Linked DNA regions of Sus scrofa: regions 2 and 3 are each linked to region 1. A link is a contact called in public Hi-C and HiChIP or PLAC-seq data. All regions are on one chromosome and are shown on one strand. Each heading gives the region's core, a stretch centred on a gene start, on an enhancer-like site or on the middle of the called end of the contact. The rest is flanking DNA. Distances are from core to core; before and after follow the strand shown. Region 1 holds the start of RPS3 (ribosomal protein S3). Region 2 overlaps ARRB1 (beta-arrestin-1). Region 3 overlaps ARRB1 (beta-arrestin-1).

Evidence for each region. Hi-C and Micro-C count contacts between places; a contact is called where the count stands out from the background. HiChIP or PLAC-seq counts read pairs in DNA pulled down with a chosen protein or histone mark.
Region 2: an H3K27ac HiChIP or PLAC-seq map of alveolar macrophages shows a contact between it and region 1. The contact joins the enhancer-like site here to the promoter of RPS3 in region 1. A contact is called at or near these places in 4 of 5 promoter capture datasets (fetal liver, fetal skeletal muscle, liver and 1 more), 36 of 47 Hi-C or Micro-C datasets (adipose tissue, alveolar macrophages, blood and 17 more) and 2 of 2 datasets of contacts at active chromatin or transcription factors (alveolar macrophages and skeletal muscle).
Region 3: a contact with region 1 is called in a Hi-C map of retroperitoneal adipose tissue, with 2.3 times the contacts expected there. The contact joins the enhancer-like site here to the promoter of RPS3 in region 1. A contact is called at or near these places in 1 of 5 promoter capture datasets (fetal liver), 11 of 47 Hi-C or Micro-C datasets (adipose tissue, alveolar macrophages, blood and 5 more) and 2 of 2 datasets of contacts at active chromatin or transcription factors (alveolar macrophages and skeletal muscle).

The regions. Positions count from the first base shown.
Region 1 is chr9:9,623,166-9,627,372 of Sscrofa11.1, forward strand. It overlaps RPS3 (ribosomal protein S3), which reads left to right and starts at 2,110. Exons shown (of 7, transcript NM_001044601.1): 1 at 2,110-2,143; 2 at 3,293-3,423; 3 at 3,895-3,988. The coding sequence starts at 2,114.
Region 2 is chr9:9,529,942-9,534,148 of Sscrofa11.1, forward strand. ARRB1 (beta-arrestin-1) reads right to left here. Exons shown (of 15, transcript XM_021062515.1): 11 at 1,495-1,632; 12 at 367-450. Among named protein-coding and RNA genes, the nearest start is that of TPBGL, 30 kb to the left of the region's middle. Within about 2 kb of position 2,285, at least 3 of the 83 cell types and tissues checked have an H3K27ac peak or open chromatin away from gene starts, as enhancers often do. A contact at or near this core is called in alveolar macrophages, where this site is marked.
Region 3 is chr9:9,552,272-9,556,478 of Sscrofa11.1, forward strand. All of the region lies in intron 1 of ARRB1 (beta-arrestin-1), which reads right to left. Among named protein-coding and RNA genes, the nearest start is that of MIR326, 28 kb to the right of the region's middle. Within about 2 kb of position 2,065, at least 9 of the 83 cell types and tissues checked have an H3K27ac peak or open chromatin away from gene starts, as enhancers often do. A contact at or near this core is called in alveolar macrophages and retroperitoneal adipose tissue, where this site is marked.

The DNA of each region.
Region 1 (4,207 bases), core at 860-3,359:
GTCCCTCTCCTTGAGCTGGGCTTGGTAACCCGCCTCCTCCATCCACGCCCAGGAAAGGTTCAGCTGGTCATTTTGACCTGCCTGCCCAGCCCCTGCCCTCTCCCTCCTAGCCCGTAATGGCCCCGGGCAGGTCCCTGATACAGCTGTCCTTGGCCCCCACCTCTCCAAACCAGATGCTGATCTTACACCCTTGGAAAAAGCTTGATGAGTGGAGATCTCCCTGGTCTTTTTCTCTCCCTTGGCCAAGTCTTTCTTCTTCCAGTGTCTGGTCTCTGACTCAGTTTTCCCCACCTCTTTCTTTTGATTTCTCTGCCTTAAGCATTATTGCGGTATCATCCTTCTACCCACAGCAGATAGTGCCCAGCATGTGTGAGAATGGAAGGTGCTGGTGTGTAGCGGCTTCTGCAAAAAGCAGAGGTGTGGGCCCACGTGTTAGTGATGGCAAGATGACTCACCCTAACCAAAAACATTGAAACCAAAATGCCAAGGTGTTTATTTGCACTAAAAGCAGTGATGATCTGTCCCATATAACGGATGCTTTCCACGTGCTGGGCACTATGCTGAGTGCTTTAAAGCCACCATCTAATTCAATCACAGAAATCCTCAGAGGTTAATGAGCACTTTCCAGATGAAGAATATGAGACAAAAAGGTTTAGTGACTTGCCTGAAGCTTGTAAATAGTAGCACTGAGACATGAAACTGATTGAGCTGGCTTCATCATTTTCCCCACTGCCCTGCCTCTGACCAAGCTGTCTGCTCCCTTGGCACCCTCCCAGCAGAACAGAGCATCCTCCATGGCACCTGTGCACGGCAGTGACCCCATCTGTGTGACGCTGAAAGTGCACACCATTCGCCACAGGACATCTCACTGCCTGGAGGGAAATCTGAAAACATGTGTCCTGAAATGTTTGCTTAACCAGAAGAGTGTTGTGTTGTTTTAATTTGCTTCTCTTTTTAAATGTTTTTATGCATGTATTTTAATTTTAATTTTTTTGCTTTTTGGGGCTGCACCCATGGCACCTGGAGTTTCCTAGGTGAGGGATCGAATCAGAGCTGCAGCTGTGACCTACACCACAGCTCAGAGCAACGCCAGATCCTTAATCCACTGAGTGAGGCCAGGGATCAAAACTGTGTCCCCACGGATGCTAGTCAGATTTGTTTTCCCTGAGCCACAGTGGGAATGTCCGATACTAGTATTTTTACAGTGTTATTCTGAGTAATATAATATCTCTTAAAATAGATAAAATAAAAGGCATTATGATGATAAAGATAAAAGCTTCCTTCATGGGCTTTTTCCTGGGACCAGAGAACCATACCCAGGCAGGCATCCTCTGTGTCACTGGGGAGAGACAGCAGATGAGCCACCATGAAAACTCCAGACGTGACGTTGGTGCAAAGAACTTGCCGAGGTCTGATCCTCAGCTTTGAGTCTCTCCAACTCGGTTTTGTGGGCCTCCCGGGTAAGATATGGCACTTGTGAGCAAATTCATCTGAACCACAGTACCAAGAACAATTCGAAAACCAGAATCCATGCATTGATTTGTTTGCTATTCAAACTTTTGTTGACACTGGGCCTGAACCAGGCCGTATCCTAAGCTTACAGTAGTGGAAGAAATATATAAACAGGTCATTCCAACCCAGTGAGATGACTGTTATGGTGATGGGAGCAACTAGGAGAGACCCAATCCTGGAGGAAGTGCCAGAAGGAGATGACACACGGAGAAAAAAGCCTGTTCCTGGTTTCCTCACCTCCGTGAGGGTGGTCACTAACATCCAGCCCTGAAGTCAGAAACCGGCAACATCATTCTCAACTCCCCTCAGCCTCAATCCATCACCAAGACACATCAGGTCCACAGTATGTCCCTTTAATTCATCCACTTCTTTCAGACAGTTTTGACGTTTCGCTTGATCTCCTCCCTTTCGCGTTTCTGCCTACAGGTGTCTCCATCACGCTACTCTTCTCTTTTACCGCCTCCCGGAAGTAAAAACTACATTTCCCTTGAGCGCCCACAGACGTCGACGTCGCGCAGTTCTTTGTCGTCGCGCAGCGCTCTTTATACGCACTTCCGGCCACTCGCCCCTTCTTTTTCTTTCGGCTGCGCGCGGCGGCAAGATGGCGGTGCAGATTTCCAAGAAGAGGAAGGTGAGATCTCGGGGCCCGGATGCCAGGAGCTGTGGCGCCGCGCGGGCCAGGAGCTTTTCTGGGGGTCGTCGCGAGGCCCGCGGCTCCTTCCTCTTCCCCTGGCGGCGGGCCGCGTGGGGTTCCCGAGGGCCGAGGATGGAGGTGGATGGAGCGCAGGCCCGAGCCGGGCCGGCGCAGTATGGCGGAGATGGTTTGGACGGAGAGCAGAGATGAGCACCGGGGGCCCCTCCTGCCCCGGAGAAGGCGCTTGTGAGCATTTCTTGGTCAGTCCGTACCGTTAGGAAACGTGTGGTGTTTGAGGCCGTGAGCCGTTCCCCGCATCTTAGCGGGGCTTCGGGAGAGGGAGGTAGCAGTATATTTGCCTTCTCATTAATCGTTTCTGCGTGCAGCCTTCTGCCTCACAGACCTCAGTTTTGAGAAGGCTTTTGGCATTTTTTCCACTTGGGGCCAAGGAAAAGTTCTGGGGAAAGGGAGGGCGGGGACCTGAGAAGAACGCTTCCTCGAGTTTAACTGAACTGATCTTTCCATGGGAGAGAACTGTGTGAAGTCCGTTCGGTTTGAGGCACTTTGTCATTTTGTGAGTACATAACGTTGGTGTTACAGTGCAATCCACACGCTTTTGTGAGTGAGGATTTGCCAGCTTTCCGAAACACACGTGGGTACAGTTAAGGCAAGATTAAAGTGGCTGAGCGTCTTCTGCTGAGCCGAACTGTGTTTACAGGTGAGGCTGCTTAACTCCCTGGGTGCAAACAGTGTCTCACTTGTGCTGAGTTAGTTCTAAATGGGTCGTTTTAGAGCTGCTTTTGTTTAGCGTGGGTACATGCTAATAACAGTTTTTAAACCCTTCAATGACGAGAAGATGACGAGTCTGACTGGAGGTGTTCTCTTTGACCAGGTAGCCCCTGCTCTGTGTTGCGTTCTGTGGCACAGTTCAAAGGGCCCTGGGTCAAAGTGACTTCCAAAAGATGACCTAGAGGCATTTGTCTGAGAAGGGTTACTCTGTTCCTTCTGGAACACAGATAATATGATTGATGATGGGTCCTCTGTTGGAGGTGTTGAGTTTTAATGAAGGTTGCATTGGCTGAAAGACTGGACTAGGAAAGTGAGCCTGCACCCATGTCCTCACTTTGAATTTCCTTCTTTGGTTAGTTTGTCGCTGATGGCATCTTCAAAGCTGAACTGAATGAATTTCTTACTCGGGAGCTGGCTGAAGATGGGTACTCCGGAGTTGAAGTTCGAGTTACACCAACTAGGACAGAAATCATTATCTTGGCCACCAGGTAAAAACTTGTGTTCCAGGCCGTCACCCATAATTGTTGTTGGCATTAAGATGGTTTATTCTGCAAACTTGGGACAACCAGTGAACCTTAGAATATGTGATTTTTTTTTTTTAAACTGCATTTAAAAAAAATCCTAATTCTAGCTTTCTCATACAACATTTATACTTGCTTGTGTCCAGTGAATAAGACTTTACTACTGTATATATGCAAGATTTAAAATTACATTTGGGGAGTTCCCACTGTGGTCCAGTGGGTTAATGATCTGGCTTGTCTCTGCAGACACTGGTTCAGTCCCTGGCCTGGCTCAGTGGGTCAGGGATCCAGTGTTGCTGCAGCTGTGGCTTAGGTCTACAGCTTTGGCTGGGATTCAGTCCCTGGCCCAGGAACTTTCATATGCCTAGGGTGTTGCCAAAAAATAAAATTAACATCTGGAATTTTGTGAGAGCTGTGAATTGTCACTATTTTCCCCAGGACACAGAATGTTCTTGGTGAGAAGGGCCGGAGGATCCGGGAATTGACTGCTGTGGTTCAGAAGAGATTTGGCTTCCCTGAGGGCAGTGTAGAGGTGAGTGATCCTGGTTTATGCCAGAGGTTACTGTGGGCCTGGAAATGGCTCATTAGGATGGTACATTATCACTTTTAACAGTTATTTGTGGTTGCTGAGTGTTATAGATGAACATTTTTTTGAAGTTCTCTTAATAAACAGGATAGCGGGATTTTACATTCATCATAGGTGTAATTATGATACAAATGAGGGGTTGGCAGCCTCATGGTTTCCTTGTGA
Region 2 (4,207 bases), core at 1,035-3,534, 93 kb before region 1:
GTCAGAACATCCCCAATCCAGCTCTGGATTCTGAGCGCCTGGTGCCATTTCCCCAGCAGATGAGTGTGGGCATGAGCAGGGGTGGGCGCTGTGCCCTGAGATGTGATGACGGGCATGGCACCTGCTTGGAGGCCCCACAGCACAGACTCCGAGGAAGCTTCCCCCATCCCCCCCTGCCCAGACCCAGATGGGGAAGAGGAAGAGAAGTAGGGGCAGGAGGGAGAAGCAGGCGGGGGAAGAGGAGCATGAAGGAGGAAGAGCAGCAACGGGGCAGCCAAAGGGTCCAGCAGACAGGCCGAGGGGGCCGTGGTGTGGCTCTCCGGGACCTCCCCAGGGCACTCCGGCCGCGAGGCTGGGCTGACTCACCCGCCCCGAGACACCACCAGCTTCACCTTCACTTTGTAGGAAACAATGATGCCGAGGACCTCCCGGTTGGCTCCTTCCCTCAACCTGCACGATGACAGACGGGAGTCGGGAGGCGGGACGCGGCAGGGCGGGCTGTGCTGGGGGCAGGAGCCACTCAGCGTGTGAGAAAGGCAAGGGCCGCCCTCAGGGAGCGGGAACCAGAGCCCTGGGTTCCAAGTCTGGCTGTGTGGCCCTGGGAACCCCCCCACCTCCCCTCCTGGGGCCTGAGTCCCAGCAGTGGGGTGAGGGGTGGCTCATCCCGCTCTGCTTTGGGGTCAGCGCCCGTGTTCAGAGAGGGGAGGGGAGGAGGTACCAGGGGAGACCCTGTGGGCAGTGGTGCCTCAACTAGGTGCTGAAGGCAGGGAGGATCTGAGCCAGGGAGGAGGAAGGAGGCCAAGGCTCGGAGGGGAATGGGGAGCCATGCAGGGGCTGGTGAGAGAGGGTTTGGGCTGCAGAGGCATGTCAACCCCCCGGGGAGAGCCAGACCCCCTCGGGCAGGCAAGATGGATCCCCGCACCCCCATGTCTCCACCAGAGTAAGGTGGTGACCTTGGGGTAGGAGTGACCATATGGCGCTCGGACCCCTGCCTTCCAGGGACACCCCCGAGCGTGGTTTAGCCCAGCTCACTGCCCTCATCTCTCCACACTCCCCAAGCCCACTTCCCGGTTCATCCCCTCCTGTTAGGACCCTTCCAGAAGCCACTTCCTTCCTCCCTCCCTCCCTTGCCTTCTTCCTTCCAGCCTGGCTCTGCCTCGGGGACACAGTCCATCCAACTGAAGACACAAGGTCAAGGCAACTGCCTCTTACAGGAAGCCTCTCCAGGTTGCCCTCCCCTAGGCAAGCCAGCAGAGCCCAGCACTAAGACAGCCTGGTCCAGGGGTCCACTTTTCTCCCTGGGGCAGCCCTGGATAGAAGTGGGGGCTGGGGGAAAGCTTTGGTGGCAGGTCAAGGGCCTGAGGACGGACCCTGGACCAGCTTGAGGAGAGGGTAGGCTGGGCCGGTGCTGGGTGTGGACCCATGAGGGGGAGGCGGGGAGCCAGGGCAGGGGGGACGTCCGAGAGCCTGGGGCTAGGGAGGGCGGGTCCTCACAGGGTGCTGGAGGCCAGGTTCGTGTCCTCATGCTTGAGTTTCCCGTCCAGGGCGAGGCCCCGCTTCTCTCGGTTGTTGGCCAGGAAGGGAGTCAGCGTGTAGACCTTGCAGAACGTCGAGCTGGGCGCCACTGTGTCACTGGGAAGAAGGGAGGCAGGGACGGAGATGGCTCCCCAAGGCCAACACCAGCCTCGCAGCCAGCCCAGCCAGGACACGGGGCCGCCTGGCCCTGCTCTAAGCCCCTTCTCCATGGAGGACCCACGGGACCAGGCCCACCCCTGTCACCCAAAAGGGGCGCATCTCTGCTCCACAGGCAAACAGCAGACACTGAGATGACCCAAGGACTTCATTCGGGGTGTGCAAACCACCAAACGTTTTAAAAAATTCAGTGCACCACTGGCACCTTGCTGGTTTTTTTTTTTTTTTTTTTTTTTTTTTTTTAGCAGCCTTGCTGTTTTTGACGAGGGTAATTTTTTAGTGGAGAGAGCAGACTTTATTATTTTTTTCTAACATATTATTATGCAAAATTTCAAACATACAGGAACACTGAAAGATTTGTGCAGTGAGCACCCATGTCCCCGCCCCCGAGGTTCTGCGACGACGACGAAACCCTTACTGGAGTCCCCTCATCGACATCCATCGCGGGGGGGTGGGGGGGGGTGCTTGGACTGCTAAGTGTTCATCTGCTTCGGCTCCATCCCCCATCCCCCTTTTCGACAATGACAGAGCTGGCCTCGGGGCCTGGGTTCAGCCACTGGCCAGCTCTGTGAGCTTGAGCAACTCACATCTGTCTGGGCCACTTCCTCCTCTGCATGGGGGAGGGGGGGGGGCGCAGCGGCAACCCCAATGGTGGGGGGTGGGTTCATGAGCACTAAGCAAGACTCTCAGTGAGAGTCTGTTAGTGAGGGCTCAGTGAGGGCTGTTAGTTTAGGTGCTGGGGACACAGGGACGGCTGAGATTTTCCACTCTTTGGGGATTTTATGTTACTCTGGGCCTAGATTCGTTTTATTTCGTCCCCACTTCTCTCTTTTAATCTATGCCTTGTGGCTTTGACTTTTTTAAAATCAAGAGTGAGTATCAGGGAGTTCCCATTGTGACTCAGCGTTACTGAATCCAACTAGCAACCATGAGGACGCAGGTTTGAGCCCTGGCCTCGCTTAGTGGGTTAAGGATCCAGTATTGCCGTGGCTGCGGTGTAGGCCAGCAGCTGCAGCTTCAATTCAGCCCCTAGCCTAGGAACTTCCATATGCCATGGGTGCAGCCCTAAAGAAAAAAAAAAAAACAGAGTAGGTATCAAGAGTTCCCTGGCAGCCTAGGGGTTAGGATTCAGCATTTCCACTGCTGCAGCCCAGGTTCAATCCCTGGTCTGGGAACTGAGATCCCACATTAAGCTGCTGCACGCCATAGCCAAAAAAAAAAGACTGGATATAAGAAATATCCAGGAGTTCCCGTCGTGGTGCAGTGGTTAATGAATCTGACTAGGAACCATGAGGTTGCAGGTTCGGTCCCTGCCCTTGCTCAGTGGGTTAAGGATCCGGCGTTGCCATGAGCTGTGGTGTAGGTTGCAGATGCGGCTCGGATCCCACGTTGCTGTGGCTGTGGGGTAGGCCAGTGGCTACAGCTCCTATTGACCCCCAGCCTGGGAACCTCCATATGCCGTGGAAGCAGCCCAAAGAAATAGCAAAAAGACAAAAAAAAAAAAAAAAAAAAAAAAAAAAATCAGGGTGTCAAAAAGCAAAGACTGAAACAAAATAAAACAAAACAAAAGAAATATCCAATAACAGGGACATGTCTGATCCAATCATCACTTGTTTTCCTACGTGGTATTAAGAACAATCTCAAAGACCAGATAGTAACATTTTAAAAATGTTTTTAGATTACAAAAATACTGTTATTGTATGTAAATAAACACACACATACATGAAAAATTACACGAAATGCAATTGCCCTAAAAGATTATTTGCAGGGCAGGAGAAAAAAGAGGTATGTCTTCTAATAGGACCATCTACTTCTTTTGAGTGAGAAAAAATGTTTCACATAAGATCGCCCCTCTTGGAGTTCCCATGTGGCGCAGTGGAAAGGAATCTGACTAGTAACCATGAGGTTGCAGGTTCAATCCCTTGCCTCACTCAGTGGGTTAAGGATCCAGGGTTGCTGTGAGCTGTGGTGTAGGTCACAGGCATGGCTCAGATCTGGCGTTGCTGTGGCTGTGGTGTAGGCTGGCGGCTACAGCTCCAATTGAACCCCTAGTCTGGGGACCTTCACATGCCGTGGGTGCAGCCCTAAAAAGCAAAAACAAAACAAAACAAACAAACAAACAAAAAACAAAACAAAAAAAAACTCTCCTCTTGCCTTAACAAACTTGGGACAAAGTTTCCTGCTCAACCACAGCATCCTTCCTCGAACTAGATTTAGTTTGGTATAATTATTTTCTACTCTCCCACACAAACCTTTTTACGCAATGACTTGGATCATTCCTTTATCCAACAAGAAAAGCTGTGACCCTACTGCCTTACTCTCTTTGCCTTGGCTGCCAGGAAGCTCAAAGCAAAGTCCCACCTTTCAATCTAGGTTTCTGGTACAGTGTAATTATTCTCTTCTTTCCCTAACCCATCCTCATAGATTCACTAGCTTTTATTTTGTCTTTTTCTCTTTCATTGGTCTTCTGCCTGCATGCAGCATGCATTTCTGTGTAGCTAAACCAAGTGGCTAA
Region 3 (4,207 bases), core at 815-3,314, 71 kb before region 1:
AAGAATGAAGCTGGACCTCCCTCCCTCATGCCTTATACAAAAATTGACTTAAAATGTAACAAAGATCTAAATGTAAGAGCTACAACTATAAAACTCTCCGGAGAAAACTTAAATGTAAATCTACACGACCTTGGATAAGGCGATGGTTTCTTAGATATACGACACCGAAAGCACAAATGACTAAAGAAAAAGTAGATAAATTACACTTCATCAGCATTAAAAACTTTGGAGCCTCAAAGGGTACCATCAAGAAAGGGCAAAGACAATCACAGGATGGAGCAAATATTTTCAAATTCTATATCTAATAAGAGCCTCGTATCCAGGATGTACGAAGGAACTATTCAACAACAAATAAGCAAATAACTCAATTAAAAACAGCTGCCTTGTGGTGCAGTGGGTTACAGATCCAGTGTTGTCACTGCAGCAGCCTGTGGCGCAGGGTTGATCTCTGGCCCCAGAACTTCCACATGCTGAGGGTGTGGCCAAAAAAAAAAAAAAAACAACACAAGACAATGGATGTAAACAGACAATGTCTCCAAAGAAGACATATGAGTGGCCAATAAGCACATGAAAATATATTTGGCATCATTAGTCACGGAGGAAATGCAAATTGAAGCCACAGCGAGATACTTCACACCCACTAGCGTAGCTGGGGTTAGTAGATACGGACTATTACCCACAGAACGGATACATAACAAAGTCACTGCAGAGCACAGGGAACTATATTCAAGACCCCGGGATAAGTCATAACGGAAAAGAATACATATACATGTATAGCTGACTCGCCTCACTGTACAGCAGAAATTTACACACTGGAGATCAACTATAATAATAATAATAAAAGAAGGACAAGAACAAGGGCCACTGAGGATGTGGAGAAACAGGAACCTGCTCATACATTGCTGGTGGCCGTGTAAAGTGGTGCGACCACCTTGGAAAATGCCTGATGATTCCTCTTAACATCAAACATAAAGTTAACATATGACCTAGCAATTCCAGCCCTAGGTAGACCCAAGAGAACTGAAAAGGATGCCCACACAAAAACTTATACACAAATGTTCACAGTGGCATTATTCATAACAGCCGTAAAAGGTGGGAAGAAAACAAACATCCATCAACCGATGAATATATATTTTTAGATGTGGCATAAACACACAACGGAATATTATTCAGTCATTAAGGGCGAAACAGGACTAATTCATGCTGCAACATGGGCGAACCTTGAAAACATGTTAGGTAAAAGAAGCCAGACACAAAAAGCCGTATATTGTTGGGTTCCATGTATGTGAAATGTCCAGAATAGGCAACTACGTGGAGACAGACAGCAGGGTAGTGGTTGCCAGGAGCTGGCGGGAGCTGGCGGGAGGCAGAAATGGGAAGTGATCGCTAAGGGGCAGGAGTTTCTTTTTTGGGTGATGAAAATGCTTTGCAACTAGGCAGTGGTGATGGTTATGCAACCTTGTGACTCTACTAAAAACCACTCAATTTTACACGGAAATTGTGAGTACTAGGGTACGTAAAGAATACCTCAATTTTTAAAACAAAACCTAAAAACAAACCTGAAAAAATGAATGAAAGGAAAGGAAATGTAACTAAATATTAACAGAGCTTGAAGGAGACTCTGTCCACCCACCCACTCACTCCTCCGTGTATGCCTTATTTTTCCGTGTTGTGCAGTGAGCACAACGTACTCCATGAAGACCCCAGGGCTTCCCCGACAAGACAGGTCTCACGTCTCGGTGAAAAAATATTGTAAATGAAAGAGAGAAAACATGCATCCTATGACTCTGAATCCTTTGATGTTAGACTCTTTGATTCCGTGATTTTACAATCCAGAGTCCACGGCTCTACAATCTTCAGATCCCTCCCCGGACCTGCGGTGTCAGCTGTTAGAATTGCTGCGCTGTGTCTTCTGCTCCCTCTCTCTTTCCCCAGGGAGCCTACCCCGATGCCCCCCAAGCTGGATGAGATGCCCCACAACTCCCACACTCAGCATGTCCCCGGTCACAGCACTTCCTGCACGTCGTAAAGGTCTGTCTACTCACCCTCTGCTTCCCTTACGTAACTTACACGAGGGTAGAGCTCTTATTTCTGTGATTGACACTGGATCCCCGGGGCACAGCGTGGTGCCTGGGCCACAGTGGGTGCTCAGGAAATAAATGCGGGTGGGGTGGAATGCTGCTGAACGAATGCCCGAAGAGAGAACTGGTCAAGAGTGAGGATGGATGAAGGTTCAAAAGATGATGGTGATGATTTGGTGAGTGGACTCCAGGGATTTTTTCTTCTGTCTATACTTCGCTTTGGCTGTCAGGATCAATAAGCACCGGGCTTAGGAAATGCTTCATAGGGGCAAGGTCCCAGCCACTATCGGGCTGAGCCAGGCATACAGCCGATACACCCAAAGGGGCCTCTGCTCAGCTTCGACCCATGACTCTCCCATTTATCACTCACTTACCTGGTAAACATTCACACAGTTCCTATCACTGCCAGGCTCTGCGGGCACTAAGACGAACAATTCATGGCCCCTGCTGACAAATGACCATGGCACAGCCAAGTTAGAGATACCCACCAGCCACAATGGCCACTGCGCAGTGAGCAGTCCCTAAAAGCCAGGTGCTGTGCAGAGAACGTCACACACATCAAGATATTATATTATTCCCTCTAAACATTCCCAGTTTTCCAAGGAGAAACCTGGGATTCAGAGCCCCTAAATAAAGTCTCAAAGCCAGTATCAGAAAACTCATCCAGGAGGGAAATCCCATGAAAGGCCACCTACGGGAAATCATTTAGCCAAGTATGCCCTACACGACATCAGAAAACTCATCCTGGAGAGATGACCCATGAATGCAGATTTATACCAGTGAAGTGAGAGCGCACTGGCGACGATTCACGGCTTTGTGAGCGTGAGAGAATTCCCGTCAAAGAAGGATGCTATGAATACCGTGAATGTGGCGTGACCTCCAGATACTAATTTCAATCAACAACGGAAAACTCATCCGGGAGAGAAACCAGGTGCCAGTTACTGCTCTAAGTGTGTCATAAACATGACCGCCTTTGTTTCTCTAGCAACACTTAAGACGGTACTATTATCATCCCCATTTTGCAGATGAGGGAACTGAGGCATGGAGAGTCTAAGTCATTTGCCCAAGGTCACAACAGCTGGTAAGGTGCAGAGCTAGATACCGGAACCCAGGCAGTGTCTCTCCAGAGACCACGCTTTCAGCTACTCACAATACTGCCCTGTTGTGGGACCGTGCTATTCTGTCTGGTGGGGGAGGGAGGGGGGCCGTCAGGAAAGGCTTCCGGGGCAGGGGGAGGTGGCATTGAGCGGATCTTGAAGAACACACAGAGGTGCAGAAGCCAAAACACTCTGCAGCTGGAAGCTTGGGGAGGGCAACCGAGTCCACTGGGGGAGTCTGGGAGATAGTGGGCAACCCCAAGTACATCCCAAGTGCCCCGAGGAGCACCGGGGGGGAGGGCGGGCCACGGATGACCTCCATGCACCAGGCCCTGGGCGAGATGTAAGGGTCTCAGACGCCAGGCTGAGCAACTGGACCATAGCCAGAAAGCAATGGGCAGCCATGGGCCCTCGGGCGGCAGGAGAATGGCTGGGACTGTGTCTTGGACACAGAGATGCCCATAACTCTATACCTTTCCCCACCCCTGCCCCACAGCACTCACGGCCCGGCTGGGTAGAGTAGAGACCTGAAAGGGGGCATTCACCCTCAGATACACCCGCCCTACATTCTGACCCACTTTCCTGGGTGTGAGAACAGCCATCAGGGAGCAGGGAGGCGTGAGGAGCAGGTGGCTGTGGCAGCAAAGAGGTTTCTAGGGCCCTTATCACACTCTCCCTGGTAGCAGAGTTATTTGTGTACAGGCGTCTCTGCTCTGCCAGAATGAACAGCCCTTCCTGGGTCAGAACATCGCCTGCCTGTTTACCCACCATTAGTGCACCTGCTTCTCAGGATGGCCCGGGAGAGGGGGAGGAGGCAGGAAGGCAGGAAGTGTCACCCTTGTTTCAGATTCTGGGAGCGCTGCCTGCTGCATTTCTAGATGGGGAATCGAAGCCCAAAAGAGAGAAGAATCTTGCACCCTGACCAGGAAACTCAGGCACAGAGAGACGCACGGCTGTGCCCAGAGTCACAGACTTGGGAGGAGAGCCCCAGGCTGCTGGTGGTCACATCCCTGCTGGGACTCCCACGTG